Regions from separate parts of the Macaca mulatta genome. Here all the other regions are linked to region 2. A link is a contact called in public Hi-C data. All regions are on one chromosome and are shown on one strand. The core of a region is the stretch at or near the end of the contact, and the rest is flanking DNA. Distances in the headings are between cores, read along the strand shown. Region 1 holds the start of SPOCK2 (SPARC (osteonectin), cwcv and kazal like domains proteoglycan 2). Region 2 holds the start of ASCC1 (activating signal cointegrator 1 complex subunit 1). Region 3 overlaps DNAJB12 (DnaJ heat shock protein family (Hsp40) member B12).

Region 1 (2,700 bases), core at 58-2,557, 120 kb after region 2:
TGCAGCGCCAGGACACACCCAGGAAGAATGCTTTATTACTGTGAGATGAAGACGTCAATGGCCAGGGCCTCACTGCAGCACCACCAATAAATCCAACAGCAAAGGAAACAAGAAAACACGGAAAGGGAGCTATTGTTTTCTGTTTTCCCAAGGAGACTCCAGCCTGAGCCACTGAGGCATTCAGAGTTCCCAGACAGGCCAGATTCAGGGTGAGGAGGAACCTTGTAAGCTATGTTTTTTCCTACTGATTAAGATCATGTTTTTCATTGCCTTTTAAAATTTTATTTTTTAGATCACAGCAGCTAAGTCTTTTTAAAAACAGTCTAGGCCTTGGGTCACAAAAGTTCACTAGGTTTTGTCCCATTAGATGATGTTTCCTCTTTAATGTATTTGTAATGTAAACCTCTCCCCATTTCTGCTGTGATCTTGGGACTGTGGCCAGCCTCCAACCTTTCCCCGCTGGTATGTCAACATTTAAATCTACAGCCAATAAGGAGGGTCACAGTTTCAACAAAACACCTTAAACAAAACCAGCACCCCACCCCATCCCCGCACGTCCCAGCTTCCCCAGTGGCTCATTCAAACTAACTTAAAGTCAAAAAAACCATAAGCAAATATGCCTTTTCCAAATTTGCAGCCTCCAAGGCAGATGAAATGGTCAGACATTTGCCTTTTAGGGTTGTCCTAGGAAGAGCTAACAAAAAGGGTGACAGCCCCTAAACAGCTGCTTGGGAAGGAGGACATCTGCCTCTGTTTCACCAGCCACTCAGTGCTCAGGCCTTGCCTCGCGCAATGCGGTGCCACTGGGGAGCAATGGTTCTGAGCAGCCAGTTGTTATACGGCTTTTGTTTTAACGAAGCCACCCATTACGGTAGAGCCATAACTCCAGGAAGCCAGCTGTCAGGGTTGTGGCGCAGGCCCCTGCGGGTGGGAGGCAAGGGGAGAAAAACGGTGTCTGGCTAAATTCCCTTTCTGACACCTGAGCCTGGCTGGCTTTGTAACCGGAGAGTTTTGCGCCCTTTCCCCCATCCCATCTTCCCCGGGGAGATCCTGGGGCCCTTCTTGCTCTCCATCCTTGGAGGGAGCTCAGGGACATTTCGGGATTCTGATTTCTTGGTCTGCAACTCCCTGTGTGCCAGGCTGGGCTGGGCCCCGCTGCGACTGGCTGGCGTTTGGCGCTCTCATCCAGAGAGCGCTTCGCTTTGAAATCTACCCACTCCTTTTTTTTTTTTTTTTTAAACCAGGTATGATGATGTCAAACGTGATGCTGATGCTACAGTTACAGCCCCTGCTGGCGCAGCCTCTCTGATTCTGTCTTCCTCTCCGCGTCCAGTGCTGGGCTTTTTCAGACAAGTGCATCTCCTAACCAGGTCACATTTCAGCCGCGACCCACTCTCCGCCAGTCACCGGACGCAGACCGCGGGAGGAGGGCTGAGGACAGCCGCGTGCTCTTCACCAGCAGCGGGGTGGGAGGAAGGACATTAAAATACTGCAGAAGTCAAGACCCCCAGGTAGAACCCGGACCACGATGCGCGCCCCGGGCTGCGGGCGACTGGTGCTGCCGTTGCTGCTCCTGACCGCGGCAGCCCTGGCCGAAGGTGACGCCAAGGGTCTCAAGGAGGGCGAGACCCCCGGCAATTTCATGGAGGACGAGCAATGGCTGTCGTCCATCTCGCAGTACAGCGGCAAGATCAAGCACTGGAACCGCTTCCGAGACGTGAGTCCGCAGGGCCGCCCGGGCAGAGGCCCAGGGTTGCAGGTTAGGGGAGTGAGCTCCAGGATCTGCGGGAGTGGCCGCCGCACGTCGCAGCCCAAGGCTCCGCAGCCCGGCCGGCTAATTACACGGAGAGTAAACAGTATGGGGGTCACAGCCTGGCGCCCCTCCCGTGTCCCTGTGGCCCTGGCCGGCGGCCCTGGGACCCCCCCAAGCCCCGGGACCCTCAGCCCCACACCCGCCCGACACTCCGGGGGCGCACTCTCCCGGGTCGCCCCTGCGGGCCGGGAGCGGGAAGGGGTGCGGGGCCGGGGGAACCCGGGCTCTGGCTGCTGCTGGACCCCGACCCGCTCCCCCGCTGCGTTGTGCGAGCCGCCCCCGGGCCTGTCCCAGCCACGGGGATGCTGCAGGCTGCACATACGGGGCACTGCAGCACCGGCAGGTCTGGGTGGGGCCGGCAGTGAGGGTGGCATCGGCTCGCGCGGTGCCCTCTGTTCCCACCGTGGGCTTTGCGGGAGGGGGCAGCAGGGGACGGGAGTGTGGCCGGGGCTCTGGGTCTGGGGTCCCAGCAGCTTTCCTAGGCGAGATGGTGGAAGGCGTGTCTGTACGGGGGTGGGCTGGGGTTCCCGTGCAGAAGGGCGCGCGAGGACCCAGGAGGGTTTTCCTGGACCAATCTTTCAGGGGGGAACCCAGCTCGGAGCGAGGGGAGCAGCTCGGAGCCGCAGGAAGGCTCCCGACCCGGTGGGCTTGAGAAGCCCGGGAGAGCCCAGAAGCTGGGTCTGGGGGCCCCCGGCGGGCGCCGCCCGAACCCCTGCGTAACCTTGGGCCGAACTCCGCGGGGTGGGGGCGGGGGGGCGGCTGCGGCACTTTTGTTTACCGGCACCTGTGGATCGGAGGGGAAGTCGCAGGCGGCGGCCTGGCGGGCCAGCTCCTTCCTCCGGGCCGGGCCGGGTTGTGGGCTGGGGAAGCAGGGGTGAGGCAGGGCG
Region 2 (2,700 bases), core at 198-2,697:
TTGCTGAGTGAATTAAACATTTCACAGAAACCAGATTCCTTAAAAGTCATCTAACCCAACTTCCTCATTTTATACATGAAAAAATAAAACTGAGGTGTAGAGACAATTTTAGCTTATCTGCTGTGACATTCTGAAGCAATGGCTTGTTGGCATGTCATTTGTCATGTGCAAGGTAAAGCAGCATAGTGGGTAAGATTATGAAGCCTCTCTGAGTTCTGGTTTTGCTACTTACTTGCTGCAAGACTGTGGACAAATCATTTCACCCATTTATGCCTAGTGTTCCATTATTGGAACGCTAAGCATGTGGGAGTTATTTATATCGTACTGCTCAAGGTCATTGCCAAGGTCTGATGGCAAAAATGTAAAAAATTGCAACTTCTGTTTTTTTTTTTTTTTTTTTTTTTTTTTGAGATGGAGTTTCGCTCTTGTTGCCCAGGCTGGAGTGCAACGGCACGATCTTGGCTCACCGCAACCTCCGCGTCCGCCTCCCACTTCGGGATCTTTTTGTTCCTTGGTTGTCTTATCTGCAAAACGGGAAACAGGTTGAGTACCCTTCATCCCAAATGCTTGGGACTGGAGGTATTTTGGATTTCGGATTTTTTCCCAGGTTTTGGGATATTTGCATTATACGTAACGATTAAGCCTCCCAAATCCGAAAATCTAAAATTCAAAATGCTCCAAAAAGCACTTCCTTTGACCATCCCGTCAGTGCTCAAGTTTTAAATTTTGGAGGATTTTGGATTTCTAGATTAAGGATACTCAACCTGTAATAACATCACCTACCTCACACAGGTGTGACAAAGATTAATTAATACACGTAAAACACTTGGAATGGTTACAGGCTTAGTAAACACTTCATAAATCTTGGCTGTTCAAAATCATTAACGGAGAGTTACTCCTGAGTGTTTTTTCCTATGCAGATCCCAGTTTTTCATACTTACTATGAAAAAACTTCATGGAAAAAGTCTTAATTCTCTCCATCTAACAGAGTTAGCAAGCTCCCAGAGGGGAAAGAATCTGCTCAGGAGGAGGGCCAATACCTTCTATTAAGCACTTTACACTTTCATTTTTATTTATTTATTTTTTTTGAGACGGAGTCTCGCTCTATTAAGTGCTTCTATTAAGCACTCCAGGCTGGAGTGCAGTGGTGCGATCTCGGCTCACAGCAAGCTCTGCTTCCCGGGTTCACGCCATTCTCCCGTCTCAGCCTCCCGAGTTGCTGGGACTACAGGCGCCCGCCACCACTCCCGGCTAATTTTTTGTATTTTTTTTAAGTAGAAACGGGGTTTCACCATGTTAGCCAGGAAAATCTTGATCTCCCGACCTCGTGATCAGGCCCGCCTCGGCCTCCCAAAGTGCTGGGATTACAGGTGTGAGCCACTGCGCCCGGCCTACACTTTCATTTTAAGGTTCATGATCTTAAGAAACATCCTGCCACCTTCGAAGTCTTTCTACCCTCAATGCCGAGCACAGAACCTGGGTCACAGTGTTTCCACAGTGCTTCCTGAGCATTTCGGATGAATGAATGAAGAACAAATGACAGAACGCAGGGCTCAGCAAAGGTTATGCAGGAGATAGACAAGCGTGGTGTCATCAGTATTGGTTCATTACGGATTTTTTTTCTCATTGTGCAGATCTATTCGCACAACTCTATTTTCAACTAGTCTGAGAGGCCCACCGGAGGTGCTCAGTAATGTTCTGTTGAACAAATACTGATGAAGTATCCTGGGATTTGGCCCTGTCAGGGAAGTTGGGGCTGACAGTGGAGATCCTCACAGGAGAGTAACGATGCTTTGTGGACAGATTGCTGTGTCCGAGCTAAGATGCTTAAACATTTACTTCATGTACGGCAGGGATGACCTCGCATTCATAGTTTTTTTTTTTTTGAGACGGAGTCTCCCTCTGTCGCCCAGGCCAGAATGCAGTGGCACAATCTCGGCTCACTGCCAGCTCCGCCTCCCGGGTTCACGCCATTCTCCTGCCTCAGCCTCCCCAGTAGCTGGGACTACAGGCGCCTGCCACCACGCCCAGCTAATTTTGTTTTGTATTTAACACGGTGAAACCCCGTGTTAGCCAGTATGGCCTCGATCTCCTGACCTCGTGATCCGCCAGCCTCGGCCTCCCAAAGTGCTGGGATTACAGGCGTGGGCCACCGCGCCCGGCCTTCATAGTTTTATGAATATAAATTCCTTTCCTTTCTAACAGACATATGCCTATTTTCTTAAAAAGAGTAATTCCTTAAAAGTTCCTACCCTAGTACAAAGGCAAATCATTACAAGCAATCATTAAATTCCATCATCAAAAAATCGTTCCACTTCAAAACAGCTGGATTACAACCCAAACCAAACAGACGCCGCAGCTGTAACCGGGGGTGGGGTGGGCGTGGAGAGAGAGTGGCCAGAGAGGGGAGCGGTCAGAACACCAGCGGCTCCCAAGCTAACTCCTAGCCACATTTCCCACCCAGCTGGGTCCACAGGAAACGACGCCATCGGCGCTGTCCCACTGCGCAGGCGCCACCCCTTGGCCCGCATGCGCACTCAGTCAAACCCGGCCTGGGAAAATTTCCTGTCGCACGTCTGCTACAGCAGTCTCCTGTTTCTCCTCCTACCTTCTCCATTTTTCTAGTCCCTGCAGGTAGGATCCTAAGGGTTAACTCCCTTTTCACCAAGCTCCCCAGGGCCCTTCAGCCCTCGGCCTCTT
Region 3 (2,700 bases), core at 143-2,642, 120 kb before region 2:
AGTCTCTGCTCCTCTAGGGTCTTCCTAATGGGAGGCCAGCCCTGCCCAAGCCCCAGGCGTGTGTCAGCCTTCCTCCGCTCTCCAGTCCCTGCAGGCTTCAGGAGGTACTGGGTGTGTGCTAACCCTGTCCCATTGCTTTGCAGAGGAAGGCTTGCTGTACCGGGCCCGTTACTTTGGCGACACAGATATGTACCACAAAGCACAGAAGATGAGCACCCCCAGCTGCAGCCGACTGTCAGAGGTGCAGGCCTCCCTGCATGGATAGTCCTGGGCCAGCCACGCCACCAAGGTCCAAGTATGAGCCAGGGCTGCCTCCACCCTGCAACTCCTGGCAGCTTTGGCCCTGGTCATGAGGCAGAGGAGGGAGGGGGAGAAAGGGAGGAAGCCTGGTGATTGTGGCAAAGACTCCTGTCCCCAGCCTGACCTCCAGCCTCCAGAGACTGGGCAGCTGTGGGGCCTGCTAGAAACCAAGGTCGGTTTCCGCCCTCTAGCGATGCTCTCCACCCCCACTCCTGCAGTCTCGCTCCCTGGCTCCGGGGGTGTGGGGGACCCCAGAGCCAGGCAGAGTGGGAACTCGAAACTGTTGCTGAGGGCCACCTGGGGCTTCTTGGTCCACTCCAGCCATCAGTCAGCACAGCCCTTTCTCCAGCACAGCAGACTATTGTCCATGCCCTGGTATTCAGGCCATCACATATTGTGGGGCCCAAGAGAGCCCCACACGCACACTGCCTGCCTGATACCAGGAAGAACCATGTGGGAACAGGTGGGCCAAGAGCCCTCCTCTTCCTCCATCCCTCCAGCGAGGAGGAAATGGAGCAAGATGAACAGGCAGCCGCGAGGTGGGTGGGAGCTGGCAGGCTTGGCGGCGGGAGGGGCCGCGGGCCCTGACCACCCCCTTCTGGTGGGATCTGAGGCACTCTCTCTAATGCCGCCACACCTGGCAGCGTGGAAACCACAGGCATCCGGCCCTGCCCAGGCATCTCGCCTGCGGTCTGAGGAAGGGAACAGAAGGTCATGAGTTCAGGGTCAGATGCAGCCGCTCAGCACAGGAGGGGTGGAGGGGAAATGAGAGTTGCTCGTAGCAGGCTCCCTCCTACAGCCCGGCGAATGGGGGTGCTGGGCTCTGCTCCCAGCGTTTGCCAGAGATGGCCACTTCGGCCAAGCCCGGAGAAGTGTGGGCAGAAGCAGTGAAGGTTCTCTGTGCGGGTGCCCTGTCCACCCCCTCCTTTGCCTGTGTCCTCCCAGCCTGGATCCACAGCTGACTCTGCCTAGAGGCCATTTGTGTCTGCCTCTGTGCCGCCGCAGGAGGGCAGACCGCAGGTGGGGTTGGTGGGGGTCGAGCAGGCAGCACGGTGCAGTGGTGCAGTGGCACAGTGGCAAGGGGGGCTACTTGTATGGCGTAAGCTAGAGGAGCCGGTGCCGCCTGACTGCCGAGCTAACTGTTGCCACTCTCCTCCCCAGACTATGAAATCCCTGGAGAATTTTTGGTGACACGCACTGAGCCAAGGTGATGGACTGTATATTTGAGGAAAGACATACAAAGAAACAAAATTAAAATGGAATTGGAGGCCGAACGCTGCACAGCTGCCCTCTCTCTCACCCAGTAAATGCAGAAAGCTCTTAGGACAGACAGAAAACCTGCCATGGGGCTGCTTCCCTCCCTCCCAGGGCTGGCGGAGGCTCCGCACCGGCTCTCTCCTAGGATACAGAAACCATGGCAACGAAAGTAGAATGTAAAACTCCCAGCAGATATCAGTGGGAAGGGCTGGGGGAGGGGGCACCCAGCTGCCTTTCCTCCCTCACAGGAGCCACCACCAGCCACCTCTCAGGAGAAGCCAAAGGCGCTGGCCAAGGATAGAGAGGAGGAAGAAAGAACTCTCCATAGAATGTAATTTATAGATGCGCATATATGTATATATATCTATTTATATGTAAATAGGCATATATGAAGATATATATATATAGTCTACTTTTTAAACTCTGCAGGGATTTGGTTAAGTTGTTGAGCTGATTTCTTCCATGTTTTAGAAAATGAGGCCTGTTTGGGGAAGGCACCCTGGTGATGTTTTTGCTAGACATTAGCTAAAGCTGACAGCGTCAGGAGAGTCACGCCAGAGCTTTTCACGGCCCCCCGAAACCCCAACCTGGTTTTGATGGCAGCAGTAATCATGATAGTGTGAACCCGTGAAGGCCTCAGGATAACGGTTAACCTGAAGAGGAGCAGGCCGTGGAGGCAGGTACCAGGTCAGTATTGAGTCACAGGAGAGGCACGACAAGGACCTGCTTGGGTGAGGCCACCCCTTCCCTCTGAGCAGCACTAGTGGGCTCTTTGTCCTGGTGCCCAGGAGCCCTCCAGCCCCCTGCCCACAGAAGGGAAGGCCTGCAGAGGGGGCCAGGATCTGCCTAACCACTTCCCCATCCCTAAGCCCCTCAGTGGGCTTTGCCTTATAGGTGCCACAGGGCACAGCTCCATCATTGCCACTGGTTTTTCCTAAGTCCTGCACCAAGGATTTCAGAAGGTTCTTCCTCCGAGTCAGCCAGTGGTGCCGGGACCCCAGGGCAGCCTCCTCAACTCCTGAAGAAAAGTCAGTGCCCATGGGTGCCTCTCTTCACCCGCTGTGGATGTGACCACCAGGCCTCCTCTTGTACCTTGGACAAGGGATACACCTGAACCAGAATAGTTTTCTTACCCTCACCTTC

What was found. Hi-C and Micro-C count contacts between places; a contact is called where the count stands out from the background.
Region 1: a Hi-C map of CD4 T cells shows a contact between it and region 2, with 4 times the contacts expected there. The contact joins the promoter of SPOCK2 here to the promoter of ASCC1 in region 2. A contact is called at or near these places in 2 of 14 Hi-C or Micro-C datasets (CD4 T cells and liver).
Region 3: a contact with region 2 is called in a Hi-C map of blood, with 6 times the contacts expected there. The contact joins the enhancer-like site here to the promoter of ASCC1 in region 2. A contact is called at or near these places in 6 of 14 Hi-C or Micro-C datasets (CD4 T cells, blood, fetal cortex germinal zone and 3 more).

The regions. Positions count from the first base shown.
Region 1 is chr9:77,526,082-77,528,781 of T2T-MMU8v2.0, forward strand. SPOCK2 (SPARC (osteonectin), cwcv and kazal like domains proteoglycan 2) reads left to right here and starts at 1,308. Exons shown (of 10, transcript XM_028826506.2): 1 at 1,308-1,717. The coding sequence starts at 1,529.
Region 2 is chr9:77,401,774-77,404,473 of T2T-MMU8v2.0, forward strand. It overlaps ASCC1 (activating signal cointegrator 1 complex subunit 1), which reads left to right and starts at 1,448. Exons shown (of 10, transcript NM_001194904.2): 1 at 1,448-1,747. The coding sequence starts at 1,716. The region is part of intron 1 of ANAPC16 (anaphase promoting complex subunit 16); the gene reads right to left.
Region 3 is chr9:77,279,214-77,281,913 of T2T-MMU8v2.0, forward strand. It overlaps DNAJB12 (DnaJ heat shock protein family (Hsp40) member B12), which reads left to right. Exons shown (of 9, transcript XM_028826503.2): 8 at 144-289; 9 at 1,462-1,551. The coding sequence ends at 265. Among named protein-coding and RNA genes, the nearest start is that of DNAJB12, 21 kb to the left of the region's middle. Within about 2 kb of position 1,393, at least 26 of the 40 cell types and tissues checked have an H3K27ac peak or open chromatin away from gene starts, as enhancers often do. A contact at or near this core is called in CD4 T cells and blood, where this site is marked.